2 separate regions of the Hordeum vulgare genome follow, and region 2 is linked to region 1. Evidence: chromatin contacts called from public Hi-C data. All regions are on one chromosome and are shown on one strand. The core of a region is the stretch at or near the end of the contact, and the rest is flanking DNA. Distances in the headings are between cores, read along the strand shown.

What was found. Hi-C and Micro-C count contacts between places; a contact is called where the count stands out from the background.
Region 2: a Hi-C map of leaf shows a contact between it and region 1, with 3 times the contacts expected there. The contact joins two enhancer-like sites. A contact is called at or near these places in 3 of 6 Hi-C or Micro-C datasets (all in leaf).

The regions. Positions count from the first base shown.
Region 1 is chr4H:438,748,953-438,753,985 of MorexV3_pseudomolecules_assembly, reverse strand. No RefSeq gene overlaps it. Among protein-coding and RNA genes, the nearest start is that of LOC123448857, 32 kb to the left of the region's middle. Within about 2 kb of position 3,150, at least 3 of the 3 cell types and tissues checked have open chromatin away from gene starts, as enhancers often do. A contact at or near this core is called in leaf, where this site is marked.
Region 2 is chr4H:439,266,155-439,270,900 of MorexV3_pseudomolecules_assembly, reverse strand. No RefSeq gene overlaps it. Among protein-coding and RNA genes, the nearest start is that of LOC123450595, 32 kb to the left of the region's middle. Within about 2 kb of position 3,165, at least 3 of the 3 cell types and tissues checked have open chromatin away from gene starts, as enhancers often do. A contact at or near this core is called in leaf, where this site is marked.

The DNA.
Region 1 (5,033 bases), core at 1,901-4,400:
GCTCTCTCACATCCTCAATGATTTTAGTTGTAGGATTTCGTGTTTGAACTAAATCCGACCGTCAGATCTTTGTTTTAGCACCATTTTACCGGGACTGACTCGGCTGTCCTAATAGGACGCTATGGGTACTCCTACCTGCCGCTCACTACGGCAGGCAGCCCTGCACCGCACAGGTGGACGCCCCGACTAGGCTGACCCAATTTTGTTTCTTTTTTTCTGTTACTTTTTTCCTTCTTTGTTTATTTTCTTTTTTGGTTTGTTTTTTATATTCTTTTTTCCTTTCCTTTTTTATTTGAAGAAAACACATTTTTTCAATTTGAATAACATTTTTGAAAAATCATGAACAAATTTGGAAGCATGGAATTTTATTTAAAGCAAACACATTTTTAAATATTGAGAACAAAATTTTGAAAAGGAGAACAATTATGAAAATCCATGAACAAATTTTAAAGAGCGAACAAATTTTTAAGCACAATGTTTTTTTTTCATTTTATGAACAAATTTTGAAACCGAGAACAATTTAAGAAAACAAGAATAAATTTGGAAGCGTGAACAATTTTTTAAAGCACGAATATTTTTTGAATAGTGAGAACAAAATTTAGAAAAGGAGAACAATTTTGAAAACCCCCGAACAAATTTGAAAGCACGGAAAAAAAAATTAAACCACAAATATTTTTGAAATTTTGAGAGGAAATTTTGACAATGAGTACAATTTAAAAAAGTGAAAAAATTTGGAAGCACGCTTTTTTAAATTGAAAAGGAGAACAATTTTGAAAAGCCCCGTACAAATTTGTAAGCACGAACAAATTTTTAAAGCACGGACTTTATTTGCATTTTGAGAACGAATTTTGAAACCGAGAACAATTAAAAATAGTGAACAAATTTGGAAGCGCGGACAATTTTCTGAATATCCTAACATTTCTTGAATCTTGAGAAAAACAATTTGAAAAGGGGAACAATTTTGTAAACCCCAAACAAATTTGAAAGAGCGAACAATTTTTTTAAAGTGAACATTTTTTGAATTTTGTGAATAAATATTGAAACTAAGAACAATTTACTAAAACTTGAATGAATTTGGAAGCGCGAACAATTTTTTAAATACACTAAATTTTTGGAAAACATAAACAATTTCTTAGTCTATAAACAAATTTGTCAACAGGAGAATTTTACAAACATATATTATTTTTTATGTAAGAAAGAACATTTTTTGTAATTTGTGAACAATTTTTGAAACATGAAGATTTTTGAACTTATGTACACTTTTTAAAACTGGATTTTTAAACTTACGTACATTTTCTGAAACGGCATTTTTTTCAGAAAATGAAAAGTATTTTCTAAACTTCTCAAACATTTTAAAATCATGAATAATTTTTGAATTGGCGAACAAAATTTGATCAAGTTTTGAATTTGTGAACAAATTTAAAAAAATATATTTTTCATAAAACATGAACATTTTTAAAAATTGTGAACAATTTATGAAAAAAGGAACACATTTTAAAAAATCATGCGGATTTTTGAATACGGGAACAATTTTTGAAACACGAACTTTTTTTAAAAGATGAACACATTTTGAAAGCAGGAACATTTTTTGAAGCACAATCATTTAAATATAAAATGTGAATACGAGAACATTTTTTGAAATTCAAAACAACAATTACAAAATGTCAAAGAGAAAAATAAGAAAAGGAAAAAAAGGACAAAGTGAAGGAAATAATTAAAAAGGGAAAATTAACATTTATTGAAAAAAATAACATGTTATAGAAATGTGGGACCTTTTTTCTAAAATGCCGAACATTTTTTGAAGCCAGGAATGCTTTTGTAAAACAGAAAATATTTGAAATTTAGAACATTTCTATAAAATCAAGAATATTTTCTGAATAACCACAGAAAAAACGAAAACAAAGAAACAGAAGCAGAAAAACAAAAAACCAAACAAACAGAAAAAAGGATAAAAAAATGAAGTAGAAACCGGAACTGCGTGCAGAGGGAGATGAGCTGGCCCAGTTTATCGCGGCCCTATGCGTTTGCCCGACTATTTTAGGCAAAGAATGTCAAATAGGGTTTTCCGGACGCTACCGTCGGGAAATTTTTGAAAGCAACTAGTTAGGGAGCGCTCCCTCGCGAACCTTTCAGCGATCGTTTCCGCGCCGCAACTTGGCGCATTTCTAGCCGACGCCACGTGTCGCGTTCTAAGCGTTCCCTTCGGATTTTTTTCGCACGCGTTTTCGCTTTTTTTGAGTGGTTTTTTCCTGATTTTTTAGTGTTATGATTTTTCATCGGTCTTCCATAACTTTTGGACGAAACAATTTTATTTATTTTTTCACAAAAACGCGTGTTTTTTATGTGATTTTTTTGTTTTTTACGAGAGACACGGTTTTACTTCAGCAAAAGGCACGGTTTTGCCTTCGCGAGAGGCACAACCATGCCTCTCAGAAATGAAAAAAACGCGTTTTCATTTTTTGCGAGAGACACGGTTTTGCTTTCACGAAAGACACGGTTTTGCCTTTGCGAAAGGCACGTCCGTGCCTTTCGGAAAGGAAAAAACGTGTTTTTTTTACGAGAGGCACGGTTTTACTTTCGCGAGAGGCACACCCGTGCCTCCTCCGAAAGGAAAAAAACGCATTTTTCTAGAGAGGCACAGTTTTGCTTCCGCAAAAGGCACAGTTTTGCCTTCGCGAGAGGCACGACCCGTGCCTTTTGATAAGGAAAAAAACGCGTTTTCTGTTTTATTTTCTATCGCGTGAGGCCGAGTTTCTTCGTTCGGTTTTTTTCTTCGAGTTTTTTTCATGAAAAAAAAGTTCGTCAAAATCTATCAACATGTAATCTAGTTTTGAAGATCTCGACGCGAGAAAGTCAACAGTGAAAACGGTTCGAGATTTGAACGCACGGTTTAGGAGATAAAACGTTTTGAAAATACGGATCTACGAAAAAAGTGAAAACCCCTGGTTGCGACAAGTGGCACGCATGCAGTGCGCCACTTGTCACAACTTGTGATGGTGAAAGTAATCGTTGGAAGGTGTATTCGCTAAGTAGTGATTTCGGATACTTTTGTAACCCTGTCATTGAGTGGGCTTATTGGGCCCATTTATATATGTGTCTAACTAACGAAGCTACTACGCAGCGATCTGTGCTTTCTGAGCCCATTTATCTCCTGCATCCATCCGACACGCAGGTGGGGGAGCCAAGGTGACGATAGATCCACAGCGGGAGGGGATGAAGCTGACCCGACGCACGCGAGGGAACGGGCGGTTGAGGGGATCCGACACGCACACGAGGGAACCGGTTCATAGTTGATTTCAGAAATATGGCTTTGTTCGAATGTTCTTCTGAATGTATGTCTTTCACGCAGGAATAGCACAGGTCATCCACTCTTTCCTTCTATTGCAGCATCCCTGTTCAACCATAGCTCGTGGATAGATTAGCATCTTTCGTGGAGATTCATTGTGCCCCTTCTTTCAGGTATGCATCGAGTACTCTCCATATTTTGTTGTTTCTGGCCAAATGTATTACAACTTTTTAATAATACTAAACGAGAAACTGTGTTGGTCCGGTACACCGTGCCTATTCCTGCAACAAAACCAGGAAAGAAACTTGCAGGGCTGCAAAGCTTGCACATGTATTTTGGCTGGATTCCATTGCTGTCCTTTATACAATGGATTTACGGCATGTAAGTGCATATGGAATGAAAAAAAGGGGTATTCCCGTAGTGTATGCATTCAAATCATATATCTCTCTTTTCAATGTGTTAACAATCTGGTTCATTATTATGTTTTCCAAGAAACATCGCTGAACTCAAAGGCTCATTATCTTTGCTGACATGAAGTGAACCCTTTCAAGAACACGGTATGTGGAAATGAAACAAATAGCAGAGATGATTTCTTGACAAAAGTCTGTATTAATCATAAGCATACTTTTGAAAAACATTGCTGCATGTATTAAGTTAAAATGTAAAAAATATAAACTCCCTCCCTAAACAAATGTATGAGCGTTTAGATCACTAAAGTAGTGATCTAAACGCTCTTATATTTCTTTACACAGGGAGTTTGTCTTTTTTGTTGGATTACCCGTTTAACATGATGTATCAGGGTTACTTTTCACAACCAGCGAATATAAGTGTTTAGATCACTATTTTAGTGATCTAAACGCTCTTATTTTACAGCTTTGAGAAATTGTTATATGATAATTTGATGCCATCAACTCCAATTGTGATGCCTCGATTAAAATTAATACTTTTTATTCCGTTTACTAAGTTTCGTATTAAAACAACCCTGATTATTAATCATAGTTGATCGATCCAGAGTCGCAGTCCATATGACATGCTTCTTTCTTTACTGCTCATTCTCCATCAACCTGCTATGAAGAAATGTTGTGATTGTCCCAATCTGGAGGAAATAAACTCAAGTGCAAGGTTTTGGAATGATGTTATGTAGCTGTCCCCAGATTCAAAACTGGCTAATTGTGAATTTTGTAGACTACCCAAGATTATATAAAGCAGTGGTACTTCAATATATTTCCTTTGTACAATAATTTAATTCTTTTGAACTATGACATCCCCGCACCGACCTGCTGCCACCTCGTGCAAAAAGGAACATTTTGTCCGACGCCTCTACATTTCTACCTTGAAAAGGTGTGATTAGATTTTATGTAAATTCATTTTTTTCATGATGTAATTCCTGTCATTCTATTGATAAAGTTGACGGGCGTGGAAACGCGCACCATCAGTGATCTAGTTGGCCACTAGAACAAGGGAAAAGTGCTGCTTTTACGACCACCCTTAACGCATCCTTGCCGCTCATCTCTGTCCCTACTCCCTCCCCTGACCCTTATAAAACCTCAAGAAGTCGCATGTTTCCCTTGTCTGAATCCCTTTCCTGTTGGAGCTCTTCCCCTCCCTGCTCTTCCTAGTTGCTCGTGGAGCCGAGTCTAACCGCTGCCAACATATGATTCCAGCGTCGTCGCCAGAATGAGCAGAAGCACAGAATTTCCCCGGCGTTCTGCCTTGCAGCCACCACCCACGACCTCCAACGAACGCG
Region 2 (4,746 bases), core at 1,916-4,415, 520 kb before region 1:
TCATACATTTTATCTCCCTACCTTACTCCTCTACTTTACAATTGCATGTTTTACTTTCCGTTGCTACACTATTAGACTTGCATGTGTAGGGTGTACTAGACGTGCTATAACTGTTGTAGTTGTTTCTCAAGTAGAATTGGAAAAAGTCAAAAAACCATCTTGTCAAGTAGTCTAATCACCCCCCCCTCTAGACATACTTCTGATCCTACAGTATGGATCTATGGAATAAAATATGAGAGACTCAATGCATAGCATCAAATATGAGGCTTGCATCTACGGGCATTTGAGGGGTCTCATTTGCCAAGTCCAATTGTAGATGCTCTGAGAACGTTGCAGTCTACGCACACTCATGGCATCACCATCCAGCACGAGGAAGGTCTTGATGGCTTCTAGGACCGTGGGGAGCCGAGAGGGCAAGGAGGTGGATGGGGACTCTGTGTTGGAAGAGACCACGTGCGGCGGGTCTTGGCCACACGTGAAGAAGAATGGCAACTCCTTTTTGGCGCGTACGACACTAGGGAATCCATGAGCGCACAATCCTCCCCCCTCGCCGCCCCACATAGGTCGACCCATGTGTGAGGCGGGAAAAGCGGGAAGCACCTTCTTATTTTAGTTTTCCTTTTTTGAATTGAACTTTTTTTCCTTTTAAAAATAATTCAGAATTTCAAAAAAGTTGTAAATTGTGCAATGTTTGTGAATTCAAAAATTGTTCAAGATTTGAAAAAAGGTCGGAAATTATAAATGCTCTCATAGATTCGAAAGAAAGTTCACCGAATTCAAAAGCATTTCTTGAATTCAAAAAATGTTCACAATTTCAAACTGATGAACATCTTTTGAATTTAAATGAATATTTTTTTAAATGATGAACATTTTTTGTATTTGGTGAAAAAAATTAATTCAATGAAACCACTTAAATTTGATAAACAAAATTCGTATTACAGAACTTTTTTCCCAAAAAAATGGATCGAAAATTTTGAATTTGATAAGAATTTTCTAAAAATCTATGAACAAATTTGGAATTTGATGAACATTTATGTAATTCGATGAACCAATTTTAATTTCCGATGAACATTTTTTAGATCCGAATTTTTTTTTGGATCCAATGAACATTTTTGAATTGTTGAAAAACAAATCACATTTATGAAAAAAAATTGATGAATAAAACAATGGTCATGAATTTGGAAAGAAAAATTGCAAAAAAGTGAAAGTAAAAAACATGCAATTTAAAAAAAAAACATGTTTTCAAGAACCGTTCATGATTGAAAAATTGTTCTTAAATTTGAAATATGTTTGCCAATTAAAAAACAAAAACAAAAAGAAAAAATAGGAACTTAAAAGATTTTTGCAAATTGGAAAAAAAGGAAAAAAGGAAAATAAAGAAAAAACAGAAACCGATTGAGGGAAGGTTCGAGCCTTCCCAATATCGATTGGGGTGAATTTCCCAAGATCGATTGGGGTGAATTTCAAAAATGGGGTAGCCCATAGAAACTCCAGCACGCGAGGTGGGCGCGCGGTCACTCTGCGTAAATCCACGCTTCAAATAGGAGCCATCGAGAAGAATAGAGTGGCACCAACGTTTATTTTCAAAAAAATAGAGTGGCACTAACGTTTGAGAACAGATCAAGCAAATTCCTTCCGCAGGAAAGCTCCTTTCATTAATGAGATCATGCAAAATGACGACCAAGGTATCGAGACTGCTAGCTAACGTTGGCCGGTTTTTTTTGGTCGCTACCACACAAAATTCGTTAGCGAGCAATCAATTACTTCGCAGGTTCGGCTATGTTTTTTCCTTTTGTCTTTATTTTTTGTTTCTTCTCATGTTTCCCTTTGTTTTTACATCTATTTTCATTTTATTCAAGGTTTCCCTATTTTTTATTTGTGCTTTCTTTTTTTCTTTCGTTGGTTTTCCTTGTTTCTTTCTTCGTCGTCACAGGTTCTTAGATTTTTATTCGTTCCTATGAGTTTTTTTTATCAGGTTTTGATGCCTTTTTTTCTTTATTTATTTCTTCATTTCTTTCCTTGTTTGCAATTGGTCTCTTTTTTTTGTTTCCTTTGTTTCTTTTTGGTTTTGTCGGTTTCAATTGTTTTTACATTGGTTCCTTAACTTTCATTCACTTTGTTGTTTTCTTTGTTTTTTGTTTTTGTTCTTTGTTTTTGAGTTTTCATCGGGGGTTTTATGTTTAGTATGAGTTAAACCTTATACCATTTCAAAAACATGATTAATATATATTTAGACAGTATATTATGCATCCAAGGTGAAGAATAGTTTACTCCTCACCCTCGCCATTCGAGTGACAAAAGAAATTATCAATCACAAAATATAACCTTCTAGTATGCATGTTGTAAAATTACTTGGATTCATGTTGTAAAATTACCTTACTTATTTTAAAATTATGACAACGTCTTTTAGTGTTATATTGATACGCCATATTATCATCGCATGCAGAATGTAATTTTATAGCATGCATGTCGTAAAATTACTTCACTTTCTTTTGTACACTCCGACACAAAGCTTCTTCTCATAGTGTAATATTTTCAATTATGCATTTAACATATTTCAGACACAAGTTTAAAATTATAAGTCTAACATTTTTTATAAACATCTAACATTTTTAAAATGCTTTATTCATATTTATTAATACAGGGTCAACATTTTTTCGATGACATTAAACATTCTTTTAGCTGCTTTGTTAACATTTCCTAAATACATGATTAACATTTTGGAAGTACAAGGTTAATATTTTTAGAATACATGATCAACATTCTTTTTATGTGCATTTAACTTTCTAAATGATTGATTAACATTTCATATATAATTGTTTCATATATATTTTCAAATGATTGATTAATTTTTTTAATGCATCTCAAACAAAATCAGTCAAAAATTATAGTTTTTAATACATTTTCCATATACATGAGAGGCATTTCGTATATACACATTTCACATTTTTTAAATGCTTGAATAATTTTTTCCATGTGTTTTTACGCAAAGTGTTTTTTTAATATTTATATAAAAATTGAAGGTATAAACTAAAGTAAGAAAATAAAGAAAAAATGGAAATAAGAATGTAATTAAAAGACAAAGAAAGACAAGGTTGTGCACCCAGTGTCCCTGGGCCGGCCTGTCATGAGCCCTCCTTCAGGTGAGAGTCCCGTATGACTCGTGTGAATCGAGAGATAGGAGCGCCACACACTGTGATTGAGACCCATCGAGAATTCCTCTTTAGCGGCGTCAGCTATCATGTGCGGACGTCACCCATGAATTTGTCAAAAATATTCGCCAATACGTCACACGCTAATTAGAGGCTCCCCTCGAAAAACCCTATTTGACTCTCTTTACGTCGAATAGTCAACCAAACACACAGGGCGGCGACCAAATGGACCAGCCCATCTCCTTCTGCAGGCAGTTTCGGTTTCTTCTACATTTTTTTTCTCTTTTTTCTGTTTCGTTTTTTCCTTTTTTTCTTTCTTTTTTTCGTTTTTCTGCTTCTGTTTTTTCTATGGTTATTTTTTAACCTAAGTTCATGTTTTAAAATTGTACTTGAAAATTAAGAATTTTTTCTTCATTTTACGAAAATGTTATAAATTTCAAATTACAAAAACATCCATAGCTTAAAAAAATGAACGGGATTTTAGAAAAATATCTGACATTTTTACAAATTGTTCTTCTTTATAATTTTTTTATTGTTTGATTTTTAGTTTTTCCTTCACTTTTGTTCCTTTTTTCCTTTTCCTATTTTTCTATTTGACATTTTATAATTTTAGTTTTGAATTTCAAAAAATGTTCTCGTATTCACAGTTTTATATTTAAATATCCGTGCTTCAAAAAATGTTCCTGCTTCCAAAATATGTTCAACTTTTGAAAAATGTTCGTGTTTCAAAAATAGTTCTCGTATTCAAAAATCAGCACGATTTTTCAAAAAATGATCCTTTTTTCGTTAATTGTTCACAACTCTTAAAAATGTTTTTATTTTCACATTTTTATCAAAAATGTTCCTATTTTACAATAAATGTTTCACTTTTTTGAAAATCTGTCCTAATTTTGTTCGACAATTCCAAAATTATTCATAATTTTAAAATGCCTGAGAATTTAAAAATTATTCTTCATTTTCTAAAAAATATTTGACATTTCAAAAAAATGTACGTAAGTTCATAAAATGTTCCTATTTTAAAAAGTGCACATAAGTTCAAAAAATGTTCCTGTTCCAAAAATTGTACAATAATTTCATAAAATGTTCTTTTTTACAAAAAAAAATGCTCTATGGTTTTAAAATGTTCCTCTTTCAAAAAAATTATATCCGAAGAAATTGTGTATGTTTTCTAAAAGAATGTGTATTTCAAAAACTTGTTCGCGTTTCCAAATTTTGGTCTTTTTTTAAAAATTGTTCTAAGTTTCAAAATTTGTTGTCAAAATTCAAAAAACTATTCGCTCTTTAAAACATGGTTCCCTCTTTCAAATTTGTTTGGGTTTTTCCAAAATTGTTCTCCTTTTCAAAAAAAATCTTAAGATTCAAGAAATGTTCGTGTATTTAAAAAATTGTTCGCGCTTCCAAATTTATTCATGCTTTTTAAAATTGTTCTCGGTTTCAAAATTTGTTCTCAATATGCAAAAAATGTTCGTGCTTTAAAAATCTGTTTGCGCTTTAATATTTTTTTGGGTTTTTTCAGATTGTTCTCCTTTTCAAATTTGTGTTACAAGATTCAAAAAATGTTCGTACTTTGAAAAATGTATGGGCTTCCAAATTT